2 separate regions of the Mus musculus genome follow, and region 1 is linked to region 2. A link is a contact called in public promoter capture Hi-C data. All regions are on one chromosome and are shown on one strand. The core of a region is the stretch at or near the end of the contact, and the rest is flanking DNA. Distances in the headings are between cores, read along the strand shown. Region 1 holds the start of Syne4 (spectrin repeat containing, nuclear envelope family member 4). Region 2 holds the start of Rps16 (ribosomal protein S16).

What was found. Promoter capture Hi-C pulls out the DNA fragments that hold promoters and counts their contacts.
Region 1: a promoter capture Hi-C map of liver shows a contact between it and region 2, with 3 times the contacts expected there. The contact joins the promoter of Syne4 here to the promoter of Rps16 in region 2. A contact is called at or near these places in 4 of 39 promoter capture datasets (cranial neural crest, hippocampal neurons and liver) and 2 of 115 datasets of contacts at active chromatin or transcription factors (astrocytes and bone marrow-derived dendritic cells).

The regions. Positions count from the first base shown.
Region 1 is chr7:30,312,360-30,316,870 of GRCm38.p6, reverse strand. It overlaps Syne4 (spectrin repeat containing, nuclear envelope family member 4), which reads right to left and starts at 2,055. Exons shown (of 8, transcript NM_153577.2): 1 at 1,785-2,055; 2 at 1,471-1,609; 3 at 498-641; 4 at 104-298; 5 at 1-28. The coding sequence starts at 1,912. It overlaps Alkbh6 (alkB homolog 6), which reads right to left. Exons shown (of 7, transcript NM_198027.3): 5 at 4,483-4,511; 6 at 4,164-4,280; 7 at 2,568-2,952. The coding sequence ends at 2,689.
Region 2 is chr7:28,347,846-28,352,484 of GRCm38.p6, reverse strand. Rps16 (ribosomal protein S16) reads right to left here and starts at 1,796. Exons shown (of 5, transcript NM_013647.2): 1 at 1,634-1,796; 2 at 1,392-1,493; 3 at 212-308; 4 at 75-122. The coding sequence starts at 1,681. It overlaps AF357399 (snoRNA AF357399), which reads right to left and starts at 945; the gene lies at 852-945.

The sequences.
Region 1 (4,511 bases), core at 806-3,305, 2.0 Mb before region 2:
GGTCCAGGAGGTTGGCCTTCTCAAGCACCTGGAGCAGAGGACAGATGTCATGGGAGTTGGGGAGGTTAGGGTCTGGGCTGGGGACTACCAGGGCAGGTCATACCAGGCTATAGCTGATCAACTGGGCCTGCAGCTGCCAGAGCCGTTGGAAGATGGTGTCTCGGTGGGTTCCAAGGGCCCTCAGGACCTGCTCCAGGGATGCCCAGGCCCTGGGCTCACTCCTCTCTGCCAGGCCCTCACCAAATGCAAGCAATGCATCCACGCGCTCAGCGGCCCCTCGTAGCTCTGCCTGCAGGGCCTGGAACACATGGCTAGACACTCTCACATACGACAGTGATACCAGACCCCACCCCCACCCCAGAACCTGGAGTTATTTTGTCTTTCATGTCCTGTGCAGAAGTCAGAATATGCAATAAACCCACTTTCTATTCAAGAAAGCTTACACCCATACCAAGGACTCTACCCACTCCCCTATAACCTGGCCTCCCACTGCCTACCTGCATCTGGACAATCCTGTTGTGGGCCAGCGTCCAAGACCCAAGGCCTCGTTCCAGGTCCTGCAGCCGGAAGTTCAACCTCAACAGACAAAGATGTAGACTGTCCTGTTCAGCTTCTAGTACTTCCAAACCAGAGTCAGAGTGCTGGAGATTCCAGGGGACCAAAATCAGGGCCAATGGGCCAAGACACTACCCCTACTCCCAAGCAGGCTGCTGCCTTGTGGATGTTTCTCTGAAGCCACACCCATTCGAGAACCAACATTTGGGCTGCTCCCACTTGGCAGCCCTTTACACCAAGGCTGAAGACATCTAATTTAAGATTTCCAGGTTCCCGAGCCTTCTAGAAAGGTCTTTATATGGGTCTAAACTAGGAAGGATAATGGAGCAGAGTACCCCCAAAAGGAATGGGGTTATTAATAAAATTCTCATTTCCTACTTGGTAAAACGTGGAAATATGTCCAGCTTGGAGATGATAAAATGTAACTCCAGTTCTCTGAGGCAAGAGAACTGAAAGTTCAAGGGCAGCCTGAGCTACACAGTGAAAGCATATCTCAAATAAGGAGGTCGGGGGAACCGGGGAGATGGCTCAGTTGATAAAATGTTTGCTGTACAAGCAAGTGCTCAAAGAACCAAGCATGTGGCACCGGCTGGTCAGTGACTGGAGGCAGATTCGTGGCGCTCACTCACCAGCCACCCTAGCCAGGTTCAATGGGAGACTCTGTCACATAGTGGAAAGTGACTGAGAGACACTGGCACCGGCACGCATGATGTGCCTGTATCCCTGCTCACACTTAGGCACACAGAGTAAATACACAAAACGATTAAAAATAAGTGAAATACTGATTGGCAACCAGATGTCCTTACGGTGTCCCTTCCTCCACAGCACCCCCCAGAATCATATCATCTGAGCAAGGGGCAGATTCCGGGGGACAGACAGGAAGTGGGACTGGAACAGAGGGTGTGCTCAGCTCACCTCACAGGGCTTGCCCCCGTCTTGATGCTCATGGGAAGAGGCCAGGGGGAGTCTTGAGGGGCTGGTGGCAGACTCAGTGCTCTTCAGTTCACCCATGCAATGCTCAGGCAGGCCCAAGGAGGCCTGGACCTGCTCTGGCCTAGAGAGGAGAAAGGTTGATGGGCCACCTGTGAGGCACAGTGTCTCCTTTTCCACCTCACCATATGCCCACTTTTCTCCATGTCCTTCTTCAGTCAGTCACACATGGCCCTTCCCACAGACCCCTCCCTCCCTCCCTCCCTCCTTCGGAACCACTATCAAGCCCCAGTCCCCACCTGCTTGTCTCTTCCTCAGGTGCAGGGCAGATGGTCCCTCCGACAACATCCAGCTCTCTAGGAGCTGCCAGGGGACAATTCACAGGCTCTGGCGGGAATTCACGGCCAAGAGGTGGAACCAGGGCCATGGCCGTGCACTTGGGGATCGTCAGGTGAGGATGTCCAGTAACAGCAGCCGCTTTCTTAGACAGTCCAGACCCCCATGCTTTCTCAGCAGGACTCACAGCCTAAGTCCGAGGCTACTGAGGGGCCCAGGGGCCAGCCTAGCTCCACCCCTTCCTGGAAGAACCTGGACTAGAGAAATCTGATGCCTGGCTGAGGTGCGGAGGCATTTAACTCCTTCCTCCCCAGCAGGAGAACCTAAACCTTCCAATACCACCCGCTCGCCATCGTGGGGCTTTGAGAGAAAACGTCACCCATCTCAAGACCTTGGATCCTGTCACCTTCAGGGACACCTGTGTCTCAGGGCCCGTCCCATTCATTTAAAGTCTCAGGTATAAGGATACTGAAAAAAAGTCCCAGCACCTGGCAGCTAAAGCCTGTCACCTCAGGCAAGCTGGTCTCAAGTTCAAGGCCAGCCTAGGCAACTTATGGAAGCCCTATTGCAAAACTAAAAAATAATGCAATTGTTGCCTGGGTTGTAGTTTAGTGGTACAGCATTTGTCTAGCATCCAAGAAGCCCTAGGTTCTATCTCCAGTATTGAAGGGGGAGGGGGGGGCAGAGAGAAAGAAACTGAAGTATCTCTTCCCATCTAGTTAAAAAAAAAAAAATCCAAAACGAGTAAAGGTATTTTCTGTTTATTTGGAATGGTGTCTTCTCCATGGTTTCCATAGTTACTGGGGAAATAAATAACCCTGGACAGCTACCTCTGCCCTAGGGTTCCAAGGTCTTAGAACCTGGTGGTCACTTGCTCAGCAGGAGGCTGGCGCGCAGCACACGGGGCACGCGGCGAATGGTCAGTGAGACACGGGTGCCGCGCACCAGGTGGGCTCCGGGCAGCGCTGACTTGCAAGCGGTGGCATTGGGTGGCAGCGAGGTGGCGTCCAGCTCATCCACACGGGTAGCTGAGATGCCGTGGAGCAGGCGTGTGTAAGCTGTGCCCCGGAGCACCAGCAGGCTCCGTGGTTCCACCAGCAGCGAGGTGATGGGCCGTTGAGGAGGCCTGGGCTGCGGGAATCAGTTGATAATGGTAAATGGATATCCAGAGTTTGGGAGTGTGTGAAAAGTCAGCGGGCATCCGTAGCTGGTCAGGGGACAAGGGTCAGCAGGCCCTCAGGAGTGGTAATCTATAGGTTCTGGGGACAAGACTATTGGCCCGCCGTGTGTGTGTGTGTGTGTGTGTGTGTGTGTGTGTGTGTGTGTCCAGTTCTTTGGGAGGAGACAGGGCCTATGCTGCATTTTAAGACATAAAGGGCTACTACATTGTGGGAGCTTCAGCTGGCATCTGAGGGGCTGGGACAGACATGGGCAGTCCTAGGGATACTTACGCAGAGCTAATCTGGGGGTGCACTGCTGGGGTCAGGCTCTAATACAGAGGTTAAAGGGAATGGCCTATCCCGGGACTCTGGCTGTTAGGGAGGCTTTACTCAGGAATGGTATTACAGCAAGCCTGCCTGGGTAGAAGAGATGGAAAAGACGGAACTTTAGGGAGTGGAGCTAACATCTGGCCAGGGTGTTCGGAGAGTTGGAGGAAGACTCTATGAACACTGGGGTATCAAGAATGCATGACTTAAGAGCTAGCAGTCAGAGATAAGGGTGTCCCCAAAAGAGCCGTGTGAGGTTAAGGGGAATCTAGAGGTGATAGAGCATATGACTAGAGTTTCAGGACGCTGGTATTAAGGTGCCCTGTACAGTCTAGGAGGACACAGGGGCACACATGAGTGAATGACACAGTGGGATATCTTGAGGATGTCAAGAATATGCATTGGAGCCAGGCACGGGGGCACACGCTTACAACGCTGGCACTGGGAGGATGGGACAGAAAGATGGCAAACGTGAGGCCAGCCTGGGCTACATACATCTGTTCACAAAAATAAGTAAACAGTAGTTTCTAAAAAAAACTTTGTTGGAACACCGTGTTGAGCTCAAGTGGTCTGAGGGAGGGTCACAGGTCATCCATAGCCTTAGCCATCCAATACCATGGCGACGTATGTATCGGTATCCCTGGGTATCATGGCAGCTGGGGCACCGTACAAACAGATTGGATGGGTATGGGTTGGCTATCTGGGAGAAAGCAGGGATGCCCAACAAGGGACAGGGGAGCATGTCTGGGTGTCACGAATACTCTAAATACAGGTAGGATCAGACTGTCCTGGAGCATATGGGATGTCAGACGCTAGAATGCCCCCAAATGCCCGGGGCATCAGCTCAGGACCCACCTGCTCCATAGGGACATCATCGTCTGGCTGTCGAGGTTCATAGAAATCGAGGACAGTATGGGAGCCCAGGCTGATGGTGCTGACAGTTGGGTAGTACAGTGGTCCATCTTCATGAGGCTGGGGAGGAAGGGGGCACCAGGGAGCCTACGCCACTCCACTAAGTCAAAGTGGAGTTCCCAAGCTGGGACAGGGAGGACCGCGCCTAGGTGGAGTGTGTGGAGTGAGGGCAGGCAAACATGATGGCTAGCCTCCTCTTAATGACCTGGAGATCTGGGGGAGGTACTTAGCAGGGGAACTTGGGATGAGGATGTGCGGTTACCATGATGCCCTCCCCAGGCAGATACTGGT
Region 2 (4,639 bases), core at 547-3,046:
AATAGACAAGACCTTTAGTTTGGTCCTACCACATAGCCCACCCGCCATGAAATGAAAGACCAGCTCTCACTCACATTTTTGGTAATAAGCTACCAGGGCCTTTGAGATGGACTGTCGGATGGCTGCAAGACACAATGACCAAAAAGCTTAGTGAAGACCCAGTCCTTCCAGGAGCTGCCTCACACCCATAGGCTTAGATCCTGAGACTTACCATAAATTTGGGCCACATGTCCACCACCCTTCACACGGACCCGAATATCCACACCAGCAAATCGCTCCTTGCCCAGAAGCAAAACAGGCTCCAGTAACTAGAGAAATGGGAAAATATGGGGTTAGGGAGTTAAGTCATACCCTGACTTAACCACTCTCCATGGACATTCATCATCTCCCTTTGTGTGGTTCCCACCATCACCAGAATCAAGGAGGCAGCCTATCCTAGGATCCCTGTGCCCCTCAGAGTCCCATGTATATGTGCCCATAGAGACCAGAAGAGGGCCTGAGACACCGAGGAGCTGGAATCATGGAGTGACAGGCAACTATGAACTTCCCCAAACAGGAAGCAAGGTCAGACAGGTCCACTGTTCTCACAGTGGTCATTCCATCTTCTCTTTGGATCAAATTTGTCCAATACCTAGGACCAGTCTATCCAGAAGCTCCCCGAGTGGCAGGCCTAGAGCCACCTCCATCACTGGTGTTGGCCCAATTCACAACACAGGGTACACACACCAATCGTTCAAATAAACTGACAGACTGTCCTTTTTAGTCACCTGACAGACTTGGATTAGACTAAGCACGGGGGTCTAGTGGCATTAACATCAACACTACCATTAGAATGCATTGTCTGCAAGGTATGATATTCCTTCTTACATGTACCAAAACTCATACAACAATGAGTTCTGGGTTGCAAAAGAGGATTTGTTCTTGCACTTGTTTTCCAGTTTTTGCCCACTAGTTCAACAAAAACCCATACAAGTGCTACCAATGTTAGACTTCAGAGGACTCCTATTGTATTTTTCAAGGTTCCACGTTGTAGCCCCATGCTGACCTAAACGGCGGCGCTTTGGATTCGTAACTCGTAGTATGCTATCCTCCAAGGAGCTAGGAGTATACACATGAGCTGTAAACTCATACTTCTAGACCAGAAATCGTCAATTAGGTCGGATACACTGTGCTATTCTCCTGGCCACGGGCCCCTCGCATCTGGAGAGCTTCGAGGTTATAGAATAGGCCACGTTTTCATGTATTTTACCAGCTCCGACTTCATCTTTCCCGAGCCCAGGTTAAGGTCTACCGCGAGGTAAGCCATCCTCCTTCCCCCACCTCAACTCCCTATCATCCCGGGGCCTTCCCTTCCGTCTCGCCACCCGGACGCCCATGCCCGACCCCAACACCTTGTACTGCAGCGTGCGCGGCTCGATCATCTCCAGGGGACGTCCGTTCACCTTGATGAGCCCATTTCCCCGTTTGCAGTGGGCCACAGCCGTGGCTGTTTTCTGTGAAGGGCGAGGGAGACGGCGGGGCCGTGTGAGCGCGGGACCCTGGCTCAGCGGGCCCCAGCTCATCATGTCACCCAGCCAGGGCCTTCTCACCCCCCTCCCCACCCCCACCTCTTTCTATGCCGCCCCTGGCACACCTTGCGTCCGAAGACCTGCACGGACTGCAGCGGACCCTTGGACGGCATAGCTCCGAGCACAAGCACGAGCTCCACACCGCGCAGCGCCGCGACCGGAAAAGGGAAGCGCGGGGCCAACCCAGCCGATTTTTCAGGGTCTGCGCAGGCGCATTGAGTGCTACGTCACGACAGAAGCGGGCTTTACGGCTGACGTCGAAGCCTGAGAGGGGACGTGTGAATTGCGGCGGGAACGCCTTCAGGCAAGGGAGGGGGCGGTGTCGGAGGGGAAGGGGCGGAGCTGTGCGGGACCCGGAGGGTGGGGACTCCGTCCAGAACTCGGAAGATGGGGCTGGCCTCCTTTTTCCATTGCTTTTCCGCAGCCTTGGTCTTGACTTTCGGCCAGTTCTTATAGACATTCCTGCTCTTCGATGCTCTCCTTCGGCGCTTCTCCAGGCCGATTCTCACCCTCTTCCTCCCACCCTTTCCCAGGATCCCCATCCCATCGGAGTCTTCCCGCATCCACTATGCTAAGTCAAGCTGGCTTTTCAGAATCTTGCCTCCAGAACCCTCTTTCCTAGCCCTTACGATCCCCCGTCGCGAATCAGCCTTTCACCAGAATTGCCTTCCTCTTCTTCCCAGGAAACCTGACCCCTTAAAAGCCCTTTCCAGCGCTCTCCTAAATAAACTTCTCTTGCCTTCTGGTTGTGCCTTATATACGTTTTTTTTCCTCACAGACTCGGGCCTTCGCCTGCTTTCGCTGCCAAAATTAACTACCTCTTTGGTGGCTCCTCTCCCCAGCAACTGCTCCAGGGACATTGTTCTCCCAGCTTGACCCTCCCCTAGAGAACTACCCTCAGGACCTGTCTTCAGGGCAGTTATCTTAGATCATTATCCAGAATCCTCCAAGTAGCCTTGTTTTAAGATTTAATACTTTTTTCGAGGGCAGGTTCCCGAGGGAGGCCTCCAATCTCCTTGGAAATGTAGTTACAGGGTGTCTGAGCCACACCCAACTTGTGTACCTGTAACCAAACTCAGGTCCTCTCTAGGAAAAGCAGTTAGTGCTTTTAACCACCATCTTTCCAACTTCCAAGTGACCGTAATGCTCCTCTAAACCCTCCGCTCTATGTGTTTACTCCACAGAATTCTCCAGCCTACCAACCTGAGGAAAACCAGCTTTTAACTTTTCCATAGTACCCACCCCAGAATTGTTCTAAGTCACTGGGCAACAGCTTCTCAGGATTGCCTCAGTTTCTCTTGCAGCACAGGGTGTGGAGGACATTAAGGGATGTGGAGACATTTGGAAGGCAGAGTTGTCAACAAAAAGACTAGGTATGGTCATGTGCACCTGTAACACTAACACTTGGAAGGAGGAGGAAGGGTCAGGAGGAATCCCGACGCCATCCTCTCCTCATTATGAATATCTGGCCAGCCTGGGCTACATGTGACCCTGCTTCAGAAAGAAAAGAAACTAGCTAGCGAAATGCCCAAGCCTGAGGGCCCGAGTTTGGTTCCTGGGACTCACAGAGTAGAAGGAGAGAACAAACTCCTGCAGGCTGTCTTCCAAGCTCCACATGTGCACGCGCATACACAGACACACACTTGAATGTAATAAGATGGAAGACACACAGTGGATCTCTGGATTAAAGGTCAGTGCTCCAGGCCAGCCCAAACCAAAGCATAGCACTGTCCACACTGGCGTGACCATGCCTTGGCAGTGGTAACTCCTTCTTGGAGCTGGGAAGTTAGGGGAAAACCACTGGGCTCTGTGTGCAAGCAGTTATGCATGCTTGAACACGCTCACAGGAAACAGTAGGGCTGATGTTCTGGATTTCTGACCCACTACCACAATCTTCAGCAGATAAACGTCTTTCAGACACATAAGTGATAATCATGTTGATTACAGTCACACTTAAACAGCGCTTGCTCTTCGCCAGGTGCTGATCTACTCTAAATGTGCCGAGTGCGTTGGCGAGTGTTCTCTCTAGGCTGGCTAACTCCGAGGTGGGCAGACATATGATGGCTACACAGCACAATATTTGTCCTGGACATCATAGATTCATATTTGTCAACTTCCAGCAGATGGCAGTAAAATTCTTTGTCCTGCCCTGGTGGGTCCTTCTGTCCACCCACTCCCTTACAGCCCACCCCCTACTCCCCTGCTCCATCTCTCAATTTCTTTTGGAGTCCAGTCTGGCTGGAAGTCACAATATAGCTAAGGAGAAGCTGACTTTGAATCCCTGATCCTCCTGCCTCCACCTCCCCAGTACGGGGACTACAGATGTGTATGTACTTCTGCATCCAGTTTTAAGTGTCTTAAGGAAAGGGCGCATCTTTTTCCTTTTGTTTGTTTGTTTTTTGTTTTTCGAGACAGGGTTTCTCTGTATAGTCCTGGCTGTCCTGGAACTCACTTTGTAGACCAGGCTGGCCTCAAACTCAGAAATCTGCCTGCCTCTGCCTCCAGAGTGCTGGGCCACCATGCCCGGCATTTGAGTGTGTTTTAAGATTTCTTTTACTAGCCAGGCCATGGTAGTGCACGCCTTTAATCCCAGCACTTGGGAGGCAGAGGCATGCGGAGTTCTGAGTTTGAGGATAGCCAGGGCCTCACAGAGAAACCCTGTCTCAAAAAACAAACAAAAAGATTTATGCTCCCTCTCTCACTCTCTTCCCCTCCTCTCCCCTCCTTCCCCTCTCCTGTGTGTGTGTGTGTGTGTGTGTGTGTGTGTGTGTGTGTGTGTGTGTGTGTGTACACAGACCCAAAGAAGTCAGGTACCCAGGTACCCAAAGAGGTTGGAAGAAGGCATCAAATCCGCTGGATTTACAGTCAGTGTGAGCTTCCCAACAGAACGTCACAACTGAACATGAGCCATACAATCTCTGAACTGCTGAGCCATCTCTCTCCAGCACACTCTATGAGTGTTGTGAAACAGGATATTTTGTTGGCCTGGCTGGCCTCCAACATATGACCTTGAATTCCTGATACTCTTGCTTCTGTCTCTTAGCTACAGAGATTACACGATCATACCCAGT